Regions from separate parts of the Mus musculus genome. Here region 2 is linked to region 1. The links are chromatin contacts, called in public ChIA-PET maps. All regions are on one chromosome and are shown on one strand. The core of a region is the stretch at or near the end of the contact, and the rest is flanking DNA. Distances in the headings are between cores, read along the strand shown.

What was found. ChIA-PET counts read pairs in DNA pulled down with a chosen protein or histone mark.
Region 2: an RNA polymerase II ChIA-PET map of memory CD8 T cells shows a contact between it and region 1, with 22 read pairs. The contact joins two enhancer-like sites. A contact is called at or near these places in 3 of 39 promoter capture datasets (cranial neural crest, hippocampal neurons and second pharyngeal arch cranial neural crest), 2 of 115 datasets of contacts at active chromatin or transcription factors (embryonic stem cells and memory CD8 T cells) and 1 of 9 other capture datasets (liver).

Annotation. Positions count from the first base shown.
Region 1 is chr7:98,689,811-98,697,252 of GRCm38.p6, reverse strand. It overlaps Gm15506 (predicted gene 15506), which reads left to right. Exons shown (of 1, transcript NR_144495.1): 1 at 1-7,442. Among named protein-coding and RNA genes, the nearest start is that of Gm15506, 9.4 kb to the left of the region's middle. Within about 2 kb of position 2,987, at least 143 of the 459 cell types and tissues checked have an H3K27ac peak or open chromatin away from gene starts, as enhancers often do. A contact at or near this core is called in memory CD8 T cells, where this site is marked.
Region 2 is chr7:98,989,721-98,997,162 of GRCm38.p6, reverse strand. It overlaps Uvrag (UV radiation resistance associated gene), which reads left to right. Exons shown (of 15, transcript NM_178635.3): 9 at 5,155-5,239. Among named protein-coding and RNA genes, the nearest start is that of Gm33827, 120 kb to the right of the region's middle. Within about 2 kb of position 3,577, at least 52 of the 459 cell types and tissues checked have an H3K27ac peak or open chromatin away from gene starts, as enhancers often do. A contact at or near this core is called in memory CD8 T cells, where this site is marked.

The DNA.
Region 1 (7,442 bases), core at 1,738-4,237:
AAGGAGACTTTCTGGAAAGTCTTTGAGCCTTCCTCAGAGCTTTAGTGCTAAGAATAGCTTTCAGTGTGCTATTGATATTAAGTCTGCTGGCACCCTTAGGACATGCAGGGAGCATGGCTTCGAGCTGTAATATTTGTTTTACATTGAGAAGACTACAAAAACATAAGACATGTAACATTGTGACTTAAAGAACTCTTGACATTCAAAAGTGTCACTTCATTGTTGTCTGGAATTACTGTACATGATTATGTTGGGGTTTTTTATGTTGTATTTTTTTAAGATTTATTTTTAATTATTTGGGGATGGGTGGTTATGTGCATATGAGTATGGGTACCTGTGGTGGGCAAGGTGTAGTGCAGAAGGGGAGGTCAGCTTCCCTGGAGCTGGAGTTGTGAAGAGGTGGTTGTGAACTGCATGCGGTGGATGCTGGGAACTGAACTCAGGTTCTTGGCAAGAGCTGCAAGCCCTCTTCACCAGTGAGCTGTCTCTTCATCCCCTATACTGTAGAGTTTTAAGTAACAACAAACTATGGAGTTAATGTCGCCCCAGAAATGAAACTAAAATGTGCATTTTGTCATTGCTTCGGTAAAATGAAAATATTTGCTGTATCACTTTAGTAAGCTTCCAAGCCCATAAATGAGTACACCACATAAACGGCCATGATTTAGAGGTCCTCGGGCTATAGATTCCGTGAACTGTACGAGTTCCTCGGTGCCTAAGTGTTATTCCTGCTGTGTCTAGAAAGAGTAAGGGTGGGGCTCAGGCTTTGCTTCTGGCTCCTCAGCTGGCCCTGGACTGAATGGTGTATCTGCACCCAGAGTACCCGTTTGTAAGGGGAAGAATACCATAGACCTTGTGCATTGTCCATTTCTCCATTCAACAAATACTCCGTGCTTATACAAGCCTGTCACTGTTCTAGACAGATATGGTAATACACAAAAAAATATGTGTGCACATCCATTTACGTGGGGGAAATGAGTCAAAAATAGAGCACCTTTATGCGACTCTTGGGCTGAATAACACGAGGCGCAGGGCAGAAAGCCTGGCATGTAGTTCAGTGCTCCATTGTCTTACAGCTCCTAGGTACTCTACACCACGGTAGAAAAGCAGCAAAAAGTGTGCCTCATTCATTACAGCATTCAGTCTCTGACTAGTTACTACCTAAGCCACTTTTATCAAGACAAATTCTTACACGTCGTGTGATTCTGACTGTACTTCTAGAGTGACAGATTAATCCAGGTGGGACCCAAGTCCCTAAAGGTGACCTTTTTTGGAGCTAGTTGTTAAGAGTCTTTATATGGAGCTAGATGGCAGGTGTTAGGTCCACAAACTCAGTGTTGTTGTCCTCTAAGCACTACCTGTACAATCATTTTAATAGTTGTCCTTTTTAAGAAAAACCACACTCTAGACACTGGAGAAGCAAGCAGTACTTAAAATGCTAGAAGAATTGACTACAGTGTTGTTATGGGAAACAAGGGTGACAAAAAGCCAGGAAAAAAAGATTTTAACATGTGCTTTGTTGATATTTTTGCTTGTTGAGATTTAGAAAGTTGAGAAATACAGAAACAGACAGAAGTTTGCCCCTGGCACTGGAGGCCTTCCTCAGCCCCATATCTGCCTCAGCTTCCTCCCTCCCAATTGTCTAACAAAGAGCCACTTACTGAATCTCTTTGGGATTGGCCTGTAGACACAGACATAGCCCTTGCCCTTGGCTACTGACTAACATTGTGGGATGAAGGAAAATGACCAACTCTGGAAGGTATACCCACTGTGGTTCTTGCCTTAGCAGACTAATCTTTCCCAGAATAAAATTATCAGTACCCAATTTTTATAATACAAAAAATAGAAAGTTGGAATTGCTACATTTAAAGTAACTGTATAAATAAGAAAATGGATGTGAGAAGGCAGAGTGCACAGTGAAATGATAATTGTTAAGCTCGTGCCATTACTAGTTCCTCTTAAGTAGTGCAGCCCCCAAGCCTTGGCCACAAGGAACTGGTTTGAAATATTACCTCCTGGAAGAAACTAGACATAGGCCTCACTTAAAGAAAGAGGTGCTGATGAGACGGCTCATCAGGTAAAGCCAAGCCTGATGACCTGAGTTCAGTCCCTGGATCCAGGGACACTCCCACGATGGAAATAAAGATCCAACTCCCACGATGTATCCTCTGACTCTATGTGTGGGCCATAGCATAAGCATGCCTCTACACACACATGGGGCTAAAAGAACCTAATAAGTAATAAAATAACCTAATAAGTAACTTCAGAATTAAAGCCCAGATTAGATGAGCAATAGGCCCGGGGAGATTGGACAACTTCTTGAGTCACACACCTGCTTGATGGCAGAGCTAGGATGATAAAGGAGCCCAAACTTAGCCAACTCAAGCCAAGCCAGGGAAGTGATTTTTGCTTTGTTCTGTTTTGTTTTTCCTATTGTGCCCTTGGTAATAATTCTCTTACTGAAATGTTTGTTACGGTACCCTGCATTGAATGTCTAATAAGAATGATCGTAGACAGTTTTTAAGGAATATGGTCATCACCCAGAACATCGTACAGATGTTTCCCACATCCCCTGGCTGTCCAGGTCCCCAGTCCTTTCACAGATGTGAATTTATGAGGACATGCTGGCATTCTGTCATCTGCCTTTTCCATAGGTCTTCCCAAGTTGTGTGTTGCATTTTTGTGGTTTTAACATTTCTCATGGACACGCCCATGAAAAATTTAAAACCTGGGTACATAAATTTTATAAAGTACCACTTATCTCTTCAGTGCTGGCTCATATTTCCATGTTAGTATTTATGACACAGTATGTGAAGTCATGAATAAGTCACATAATTTGAGCTCTTATTCCCTAAACACCAACATTGTATTTCTGCAGGTTCTAAAAATTCTTAACACTTCACTTAGAAACCCCACTATAGCTTGCCACAATGTTTCCATAGTAACAGGTTTCAAACAGAAAAACAGGAAGCCGAGAGAGGACGGGGGATGATATTATCAGAGTACATGGGGTGGTGTTGGGGCGCAGTCTGTGGAGTGAATTCTCTGCTCTAGTTAGAAGGCTCCTGAGCAGAGTGACCTGCCAGCTTACCACAGGGATTTGGGATGCTGAGTTCAATGTCTCCCTCAATCACTGTCTTGGTTTTTGAGACAGGGTCTCTCACTGATCCTGGAGGTCACTGATCGGCTCCGGGAGATTGGCTTTTGACTGTGACTGTCCTGGAGCTCATAATGTAGACCAGGCTAGCCTCAAATTCACAGAGATCTGCCTGCCTCTGCCCCTCTGAGTTCTGGAATTAAAGGTGTGTGCCACCATACCTGGCTTGCATACTATTTTAAAATTACATTTTCTCTCTCTCTCTCTCTCTCTCTCTCTCTGTCTCTCTCTTTGTGTGTGTGTGTGTGTGTGTGTACATATATTCTACAGTATGCATGTGAAGTTCAGAAGACAGTTTATGAAAGTAGGTTCTCTTCCTTCACCATATGATTCCTGGAGACCAAACACATGTTGTCAGGTCTGACAAGCACCTCTGTACCAGAGCCATCTAACTGACCCTAGACATACTATTTTTATTGTAACTATAAATATCACTTTTATAATTACACATTTATGCATAATAAACACTAAAATTACTTTTTGTTCTTTTTTAGAAAAAATACACATTTTATGACAGGAAAAGTGATCTGTCTCCAAGGAGCTGATGACTCAAGGGAAGCATGGGATACACAAATAAGTGTCTTGCACAGCAGTAAGGATGATAATGGAAATTTTACCCAGTGTGGGCGGAAGGATCAACTCTGCCTGGGAGAGCTGTTCTTTGGTAAAACGAGGTGACCTTCGCACAGGCTCATAAAGATGACTAGAGTTCTCTGGAGCTTTGTAAATGGTTAAGCACGGTATAAATGTAAGTTGGTCCTTGGCCTTCGTTATTGCTGTCGAGGCTTACCTCATATAAAGCTCTCTTTCTTGTCTCTTTCCCAGGCTCCCCAAAGCCCAGGCTCCCTGGGCCAGGAAACGGCCACAGTTAAGCGGTCACACGTCAGTGCTGTAGCAAGCGAACTGAGGCGCATCCAGAAGATGCAGACTCAGACCCAGAGGCTGTAAAATCACCTGGGAGCCGAGCCAGGAAGCCTCGGAGTGGGAAGCGCCCCTCCCCCCACCCCACCCCTCCCAGCGCCACCCTGTGGAAAGGCCTCCCTCCACCCTGATGGATGTGAGCATCTATACCTGGGGTATGGTAAAAACTAAGAACGAGTATCACACGTCAGTCTGTGATTTACCCCGGCAGGAAATGACGAGTTCCATGTCTTAGGGCCTCCAGACAGGGCGGAGTGGAGAGCAGAGTATGAGTCAGGGGACAGGATGGAGGCGACGGATGATACGTTCTAGATTAACATTTTCTAGCATCAAGTCCTCCTGGTCTCCTCCCTGGGGTCCCCATCATGTCACACTTCTCTGCCTTCCGGGAGGAGATTGGAGGCCTTCTAATAATCCTCACTTGAATTCCTCTGTGGAAAAATGGTCAGAACATCCTGTGTCGGTGACAGGACATATTAGCCCCTTGATTACCGTGTGTCTTTGTTACTTACTCCCTTCAACACATACAGGACACTCAAAATATGTTCTAGATGATATGTCCTAAATGTAAAAGTGAAGGAAAAGATGGCCACGACCTCACACTCCCATGGACTGGACTGGGTATTTTTTTTTTTTTTTTTTTTTTTTTTTTTTTTAGTATTTTGTTCTTGTTTTGGTATTTCTTTTGTTTTTGTTTTGCTTCAAGACAGGATTTCTCTGTGTAGTTCCAGGCTGTCCTGGAACTCACTCTGGAGACCAGGCTGGCCTTGAACACACAGAGATCCACCTGTCCCTGCCTCCCAGTGCTGAGATTGAAGGTGTCTGCACTATTCTCAGCTTTATTTGGTTTTTGAGACATAGTCTCCTGTTCTCAGGTTGGCCTCAAACTTCCCAAATAGCTAAGGCGGATTCTTACCTCTTTTTTCCCCAAGTTTTTAAAAATGTACTTCTAGTTTATGTACATATTTGCCCTCATGTATGTATGTGCACCATGCTTGTCTGGTCCCAGCAGAAGCCAGAAGAATGCATCAGATCCCCTAGAGCTGGAGTCATAGTGCTCACGAGCTGCCACACAGGTGCTGGGAACTGACCTCAGATCCTCTACCAGAGCGGCACTTGCTCTTAACTGCTGAGCCATCTCTTCAGCCCTCTGAGCCACTGATCTCTTGATCTCTTACCTCTGCCTTCTACGTTCTGAAATTACAGACATACTCCACTAAGCCTAGCTGGATCAGTAATTTTTGCTATGAGAAATATAGAATTAAATTTAAAAATAAGAAAATACCAGCTTGTAAATACCAAGAAGGAGACAATGGGCTACTATTTTTATTTCTGTGTTAGGGTTCAAATCCAGGACCTTAGGGAACATTAGACAAATATTCCTGGTGTTTGAGCTGCTAGTCTCTTAAAGATGTACTACTTATAAATACAACTACCAAGGGCTAAGTTTTTAGCATGGGAAGCTTTGGGAACCCAAAGACTCCAGCCATAGCAGAAGAGTACCATGTGTCATGTATGGTTGCCTTTCCTTCTTTGAAATGACAATATTCTCACATATCAACTTTGGCGCATGCATTATCTCTTCAGGAAAATCTATCCTGCTTTCCCAGGTAAAATGCCCTACTTTTTAACTCCTTGCTAACCCTGTATAAACTTGTGTCTGAAGGCCTGTAATAATTTGCCATTATTTTACTGACTGGCTGATTTTGAGACTGTCCCAGTGTGGTCTCACACCTACCTCATGTTGGCCTTGAACTTGAATCTTCCTGTCCTATGGTGGTGCTGGAATTACAGGCACCACCACCATGCTCACCTTGCTCTACTTACTATGCTAGGTCACCACTATTCTCCAGCAGGCAGCAGTCTCATTCAAGGGTGGCCTGAGGGTCCCATGTGTCTTAGTTACAATTTCCATTGCTGTAAAGAGACCAAAACATAAGGAAAATATTTACTTGGGGCTGGCTCCCAGTCTCAGAGGTTTATTCCATCATTAGCATGGCAGGAAGCATGGCAATGTGCAAGCAGACATGGTGCTGGAGCAGGAGCTGAGGATTAACGTCTTATCCACAGGCAGCAGGAGGAGCTGCCTCACACTGGACGAAGCTGGAGCATAGGGAACCTCAGAGCCCACCCCCACAGTGACACACTTCCTCCAGCAAGGCCACACCTCCTAATAGGGCTGCTGTCTATGGGCCAAGCTTTCAAACACACGAATCTATGGGAGCCAAACCTATTCAGAGTATCACATTGCACTCTCTGCTCCCCATAGGCTTGTAGCTGTAACATAAGGCAAAGTGCATTTAGTCTAACTTCACAAGTCCCCATAGTCTGTCACAGTCTCAACAAATGTTTCAAAGTCTAAAGTTCAAAGTTTCTTCTGAGATTCATGGAATCTCTTAACTGTAGAATCAAAAAGCAGATCACATACTTCTAACATATCATGGCACAGGATATACATTACTGTTCCAAAATGAAGGAAAGGGAGCATAGAGAAGAAATACTGGACCAAAGCAAGACTGAAAATCACCAGGGCAAACTCCAAACTCTGCATCTCCATGTTTGACGTCGTAATGCTCTGCAGATCTCCCAACTCCTTTCAGCGTTTTTGACTCCAGCACACTTCTTTTCCTTGGGCTGGTTCTACTTTCTGTTAGCAGCTTTCCTCAGCAGTTATCCCATGGCTCTGGCATCTCTAACATCTTGGGATCTCCAAGATAATCCAGGTTTTACCTTCACAACTTCATGCAGTGACCTCTCTAGGCCTTCATGCCTAGCTGCAGCAGCTTTCCTTAGTCTCCGAGGGAAATTCCATAACCCTGTTCACTCAGTGGCCTCTCCAGACCTCTAAGCAGGGACACCCCTGGCACATTTCTGGCCTCAGCACCTTTCCTAAGTCACAGAGGGAAATTCCACCCTTGATTCTAAAGCCACATGGCAGAAGCTGCCACATTCTGCTGCTTGCTGGGGCCCTCACTTAGTCCCCTTGTTCAATTGCATCTTCCCCAGCTTTCTGTTTTCCATGGTTTCCTTCACTGCTTAAGGTTGACTGTTCTGGAACTTGTCCTGTAGACTGACCTTGAACTCAGAGATCTGCATGCCTGTCTCCTGAGTGCTGGGATTACAGGTGCATATCGCCATGCCTGAACACAGGCTTTTCTTTACTTCTTTTTCATTATAGATCTTTGTAAGCATGACCACTATGCCTCAAGATCTGTGTATATGGATCCAAATCAAAAGCCTGTGTCTTCCAGCCTCAAGATTCAGATCAAAGGCATGTTGCTTTCCTGCCTCAAGATCCTGACCAGGTGTACACTCCAGTTCTGATTTGTAGTTCATCCCAGATACAGTCAAATTGACAACTGAG
Region 2 (7,442 bases), core at 2,328-4,827, 300 kb before region 1:
ATGGAAAGGAGTTCAGAATTGACTCTCTCTCTTGTGTCTGCTTCAGTGAAATGTTCCTTCACAAGTCTGCCTGTGTCTTTCACCTGTGTCCACTTCAGGAAAACATTCCTTCGAGTGCTTGCCCCAGCAAAACACCGACGTAACTGACTTTCCAAAGAACCCTTAAGTTTCCACTTCAGGCTACATATGGAGACCTTGTCTCAATGAAAAGAAGATGAAGTACAGACTTGTCTAGACTCTTGGGTGTAGCTTAGGTAATATTTTAGCCTAGATACATATAGTGGACAGTCTAAATTCAGTAGAAGCCCCAGAGTCAACGCTTTCATTCTTAGGAACTAAATGAGCGCTGTCCGCAGCTGTCAGACCAGTTGTGTAGAAGCAGAAAGCCAATTACTTCCCATCCCTGTAGTAAGGAAACTTACCAGTTCCTTAAAGGGTAGAAAGAATTCTCTTAGCACTAAGTTCTGGGGGTGGAATTTAGTGTGCAGTTTCTTATGTGCAAGATAGTGAACTTTGTAATGAAATACAGTCAATTACAGTTTTGCAAAATTCACGGCAAAAAAAAAAAAATCATATATACAAAAAACTATCTACTAGCCCATGAAAAGGGCGCCATCCTAATTCCTGGTGCAGAACAGGCAGTTTGCTGAGGAGAGAGTCTCACAGTCAAGAATACTGGGTTCTGGTCACCCGCCATTGTGTAAAACTCAGAATGATAGTTTATTGGTTTTTAACTGTAACTTTGACGGGATCTGGCCTGTGGCTAGTCTAAGACCAAATTCTCTGGGGAGAGAAAGCCTAAAGAAGCTATGTTTTGATTTTTTGATGGATATTCTTAGGCTGTTAGATTTACAGGCACCAACAGTGACGTTTAGTTGTTAAATCTACACCGCCTGCCTGTGTTCCCAGTGCACAGAGGCACAGCTCAGCAGGGTGGAATACGGACAGACATGTGCCTAGACAGGCGGACAGCTCTGGGGCGAGCTGGGAGATGCAAATCCAGCATATGTTTCTTTTCCTTCTCTCCCGGAGACCATTGATAGTAGCGATATAGACATAAGGGATAAATCCATAGTGGGGGGAACAACACAACTCTAAATGACACAGCATAGGTAAGACTATGTGGAGAAATACAGTAGAGAAAAGGGGCAGCCCAGGAAGAGATGGGTAGGCTGCTTTCAGGGTTCCTGGGAGACAGAGCCTGCTGGGATTTTTAACTTAGACTTTCCAGGTATAACCATCAGGAGCTAAGAAAAAGCTGTTGCCTGTCTGTGGGATATGTTCTTCTAGCTGGGCTGCCTTGCCTGGCCACAGCAGGAGAGGATGTACAGAGACTCGATGTGCCAGGTTGGGGGCAGGGATGGGGGAGGGTGGTACCCAGGGAGGGCCTCAACCCTCTCACAGGTGGATTGTAGGAGGGGTGACCGGGGGGGGGGGTCAGTGAGAGGGATGTAAAGTAAATAAGAATGAATGAATGAATGAATGAATGAGTGAAAGAAAAGGAAGGAAGGAAGGAAGGGGAGGAGAGAGAGAGAAAGAAAAAGAGAAAAGCAGTAGTAGGGAGGTGGCCTATGGCCCATTCCGTTCCTTCTGTTTGTTTGAAGTAACTTGTTTGGTTCCATGTAAGTATGTGCATACGTATATGTGTAAAATTCTTGGCATACTAGAAAGGTAGAGCAGAGAGGAGGGTGACTGTGGACTCTTATAACTAACTCAGAGAAAGGGTGAAAGATGGCTGAACGTAGGATGGAAACACCCTGTACTAAGACACTACCATCATAACATGCTCTCCTCAACAGTTGCGGTGGTTTTAAATAAAGTTACTGTCTCTCCACACCCCACCCCACCTGATACTCTGTAGGAAAGCTGCACTGTCAGCAGTTCCTGCTGCTTCTGCTAAGCTGGCTCTGCGGAAGGAGGCATTTTGCATACATAAATTTCTGTTGTTTCACATGAAACCTATATCAGTTGTTTATACTAATCAATTATTCTTGGGGGTGAAGTGACTTGAGGGGAAATATTTGAGGAAAAATGTTAGTATGTGAGGAAAATATGCATGGACAAGACCACCTAGAACAAATGGAATAGCTTCCCCACACACTCTCACAGGCACACACGCTTTTTAAAAATTGGAATGTTCACGTTTGACTGCCTGCACCGGCCTAGAACCCAAGAGAGAAATCTGATTTTTAGCCCAAAGAAAAGGAGACGCACTTTCCTCACACATCAGAGAACTAAGATCTCAGCCAGGTGTGCGCAGAGAGCGGGTGGGAAGCTGTGCTGCCCACCAGTGACGCCACATGGAGAGGCTGGAGCCTCTGCAGAAGAGGCTGAAAGAACTTGGCTTTTACCCATCGTTCATGGCCAGCTGTGGGCTTGCATGAAGTCATAGGAATTTTCAGGCAGGTCGCGCCGGCTTAAAAGTTCTGAATGAGCTTCTTTTGGATAGTCACAGGAAGACTGAGGACATAGCAGAAGCTGAAGGTGTGGGTCTCAAAGAGGCCATGGCTGTTCTTGCAATAACAGCATGATCCTTCTGTAATAATAGCAGCTCTATAAGCCTTCACAAGTCTAAGGGACAGAAAAACCTGGTGTTCCCAAAGGACAAATGAGAGAGTGCACAATAGAAGCTAAAAAGTGAAGCTCACATCTCTGAGTAACTGATGAACACAGAGAGAAAGCTGGTGAAAAGGAAAGTCCTTCCACGCTGCTGTGGAACTGTGTCCTCTGGCGTGATGCATCATTGCCACGTGGAATCAGAACACCTGTGATCTCCCACCCGACATACAGTCCCTCTTGGGAGGGCATAAGAGTTCAGGAGGCAGCACCTGTGTCCCAAGAGGCCCCACCTCTTCCTAAGGATAAATTCCTCTCATGATTGTTGGAGGAGGGAGCCGGTTTCCTTAGTGGTGCAGCTGCACAAAAGGTGCCCATGTTTCTGTAAGCTCAGAGGGTTCACCAGGCTAGACTTCTGTCGAATTCTTTATTTGGTCTGTCTGTTGTCCTGTGGTAAGTAGATGTTTGTTCAGGTCTCTCCAGGAAAAACTTAACATAATGATAACGTGACAGTGGACTGTTGTTTTTTCACAGTGAACACAGTGGCTTTTTATTTTTTTCAAATGTACATGGGACAGTGATATAAACCAAGAAGCTTTAAACTGTTATCTGTCACTAAGAAAGACAAAAATATAAAATTATTAAAAATCACATGCAATATGTTCTCAGCATTAAATTAAGTTAGAAATTACTGACAAAAAAATCTGGAAAATTCCAAAAAATATAAAAATTATACAACATGTATATTAGAAGCTATGGGTCAGAAAAAAGAAATACCAAGGCAAGTTAGGGAGTATTTTGAAATGAGTGAATATGAATATGAATGTTTAAAGGAATACATAAAATAACATAAAAGCATAGAAGGAAATTTGATACGTATATATTTTTTTAAAAAAGTCTCCAGTCAGTAATCTAAACTTTCTTAAGCTAGAAAAAGGAAGACAACTCATGCCCATTTTGTACAAGAAGGAAGGAAGTGGTAAAGGGCAAAGAGTTCAAAAGCAGAAAACGAGTGCAGCGTATCAGTTAAACAACAGACACTCTGTGGAAAGTTCAGTAAATGTGTAGTCTGGGGCTGGGTATGGTAGTGCATGCCTTCATCCCAGCACTCAGGAGACAGAGGCAGGAAGGACTCTGAGTTCAGGGCCACAGTGAAACCCTGTCTCGGTTATTTAATTGGTTAATTATCTTATTAGCTAGTAGCCAGATGAACCAAGTACAAAGCACGGGTTGCCAGGCCAGGAATGGTGGTGAACATCACCACTGGTCCTACGAGCAGTAAAGCCAACAGTTCCGAGGATGAAGAGCGGTGAGAGTCTACGTCTAGGGCCACTCGATCATGGGTGGTGAGTGCCAATCCAATGACATAAAACCATTAAGACAAAGAATTGGGGAGGAATATTTGGCTGCAGAAGATGAGTGGTGTTCCTTGAGTTTGGGATCTTACTCTTCCACATATTGGTCTTTATAGTTGAAAGAGAAGAAAACCTTAGGTATAAACAGCACAGGGCTAGGGGATGGGTCTGTAGCACAGCTTTTGTCTAACTCGAATGAAGTCCTTGGTTAAATTAAAAGACAAAAACTCTGAAGGTGGTGGATTTTGTGCTATAGTCCAAACTGGATCCTGGCCAACTAAGCCTGTGTTCTGTTCTTCCCTAGGTGGGTGGGGGGAGCAGAGGAGCTCAGGGCATGCTTCTTATTACATCACAGTTCATGAAACAAAATCCTTTGAAAAATACGAAACTGCGTATGTCAGGATCTTACACTATTTCTATGCCTGAGGACCTCTGCAGATGCAATCAGGCCTGGACTGTCAAACACAAGCTCTCGTTTTCTCAGAGTAGGAGGATGGAAAAGGATTTTATTATCACAAAACTGAGGGTCATACATTTCATATAGTCACAAGATTCAGGCATATGAACACAAATATTAATCATTAGCATACTAAAGCAAACACTAAGAGGAAATTAAATGCTCTGTAATAGGATTCAAGTGTGAGCCTGTGAGATAAAATGTGTGATAGCACTACAAGCCACATCTATAAAGCTGAGTTTTACACAGCCATAACTTCAGACTGTCACCATGTAAAAATGCTTGTGACATAATACGGAAAAATCCGAATGCACATTGCCTGTGCCCTGTGATTCTCACTAAAATATATACAAGCAAGATGAAGTTCATAAACCTGGTTATATGAACTGTAGCATAGCCATCCAAACGTAGGTAATTTTCCTATCCTACATTTTACATTCTCAGTAATGTTAAGTAGAGTTGTGACTGAAAATAAGTTAACCATTCTTTCAGGAGTGAAGTCTGAATTTTGAAGTCTCATAAAGGTTTCTTGGTCAGTGTCCAGAAACCTGTGTGCAAAGTGTGAGAGTCCTGCTGTTTGCCTCCTGCAGGATGCTAGACTGATGTAAGCCACGCCAGTGGCAGTTAGTTCATCTGGAAACCCTCTGTACTGATGCGCCTCGCCTGCTGGATCTGTCTAGCCCCGTCACAGGCAGGAGACTGAGCTCTGCGTGTGCACATGTGGTTGAGCATCATGTCTGTCTGCAGTATCTCATCGGGCCTTGTCTCCCTCATCTTCCCTTGTAGGAAGTGCATTTTCCACTGAGCATGGCAAGCTCCAGCTGCAGAAGGACTCCCTGAGTGAGCTGAGGAAGGAGTGTACTGCCAAAAGGTAAAAATGGCTGAGAAGAGCTTCTCTGAGCATTAAGCTTATGGGAATGCAGCATTTTAAAAGACTGCTACTAATTTAGACCCGAGTATCTCAGCACCCTGTTCACCATCTCAGCAGGCATGTATGAACACCCACTGTGCGCTTGTGCCATGAATCTAGAAGCCAGAACACTTTCCCATTGCCCAGGCCACAGCACTGGGCCGATATTAACATCCTCTTCTCCCACCTTTTCCATGCGCCCCTCCAGCTAGTTGGCTTGCCTTCTTCAGACTTCTGCTTCTTTGATATCACATTTGATGACCTCCACAATACCTAGGGCATTGCTCTGAGCACTGGCTCTCCAGCATTCCAGCTGAACCCCAATGCTGCTATCAGGGAGTTCCTCTTTTTTTTAATTAATTTATGTATTTCATGTATGTGGGTATACTGTCATATATTGTCTCTGTCTTCAGACACAGCAGAAGGTGACATCAGATACTCATAGATGGTTGTGAGCCACCATGTGGTTGCTGGGAATTGAACTCAGGACCTCTGGAAGAACAGTCAGTGCTCTTAACTGCTGAGTCATCTCTCCAGCTCAGGGAGTTCCTCTTAAAATACCATTTTTAACCATATTTTCCTCTTCTTAGTATGGTGACTCTATGCTTAATTTTCAGATACCCTGCAACAAACTGGCATTATACAACTATGATTTATTTTAGATTTTCCCTCCACATAAGATGATGACAATAGCTTTTCTCTCCGTGAACATTAATTCCTAGTCACCTCTGTCCCTCCCCTTACCTTTACTCCCTTCTGAGACAAGCCCTGTCATCCCTCATTTTCCTTTGAGGACTCAAGACTCCTAGACCTAGGACAAAGCGGAGCCACCAAGGGTCCAGTGGCCCTCAGGCAGTAGGAGTAAGTCTGTGTTCTCCATCATGCTGACTTGGCAACGCTTTTGACTCCAGATTTTCCCACAAGCAGAAGATCTGTGTGTCTTGTGATTTAATTCAGTTCTGACCTTGCTGGATACCTCCTGACAAGTTCCTGGAGACTGACACCTGTGCTGGATACCAGTCATAAACTCCTCACCTGTGTGTGTTTCCTGCCAGCCAGCTATAATGATTCCCACAAAGTCCTTCAGTTCAGTTAACTGGCGATTTCCTTGAGGACCTTGCAGCCTTCAGGAAACACTGATATTTACTGGTTATGTATGGTAAGGGTTGCCAAGGATACAGATAAACTGCCAGATGGAGGTGGCTCTGTGCCCTCTGTAGGCTTGTCATTTTCTAGGTACCTTCAGACTATGACATACATCAGGCTCTGCCTTCCAGAGGTGATACAGAGATCTCTCTCCAACCCCTTCTAACCCCTTCATGGAAGGAGGTGTGTGTGGGTAGAGCTGAAAACCAATCCTCTATTCCTTAGGCATGCTATGACCTGCCTGTCCTTGGAATGTCTCCTGCAACTCACCTCATTACCCTAATCACGTAGGCATTATCAAGAATAACAAAAAATAAACCCCATTATTCAGAAAATTCCAAAGGTGTTAGGTGCTCTGTGATTAGAGACCGGAGCAGTCTGGCACATTTGCTAGTGTCCGCAGGCTCTTCGAAGCATCATGCGGCTGGCTCTCCCTTCTGCTCTTGCCTGTAGCTTCTTTTAAATCCCCTCTGTTTTTAAGCTGCTAAGAGGCGGGAAACATGCTTTGTGATGTTTTACGTTGGCCACGTTTTTGAAGTCGCTCAGGAGATGAGCTCTCATCTCACCCAACACCTTGGGATTTTGCTCAACTGTTCATCTTATTTTGTTATTCTTCTGATATCACAGCACAGTGTTTCTTGAGACAGTATAAGGTGTAACTGTGAAAAGATACTTTTATTTTTCTCCCCTTTAAAGGAAATACCATATAAATCAAATCCTGAAATCTAATCAGCTTCCCTGAGTCACTGGTTATGAAGTGTTTAGTGGGTATAGTGATAGCTTACTGTGGTCTCTGGAATAATTGAGCACACACTTGCAGTGCTCCTGGTATGTAGTAATAGGTGCTCCTGGCATGGGCATTTGGTTATTATATTCTTTATAGCTCTTAGCACAGTGCTGGTCACACACAGTAGCCCACAGAATAAACCAATGTAACTGGCAGTGGTAGAAACCGGTCAGGACTCAAGGTGGCTATCACTCTTACCTCCACTCCTGAAATTCTCTGGGCAATTCCAGA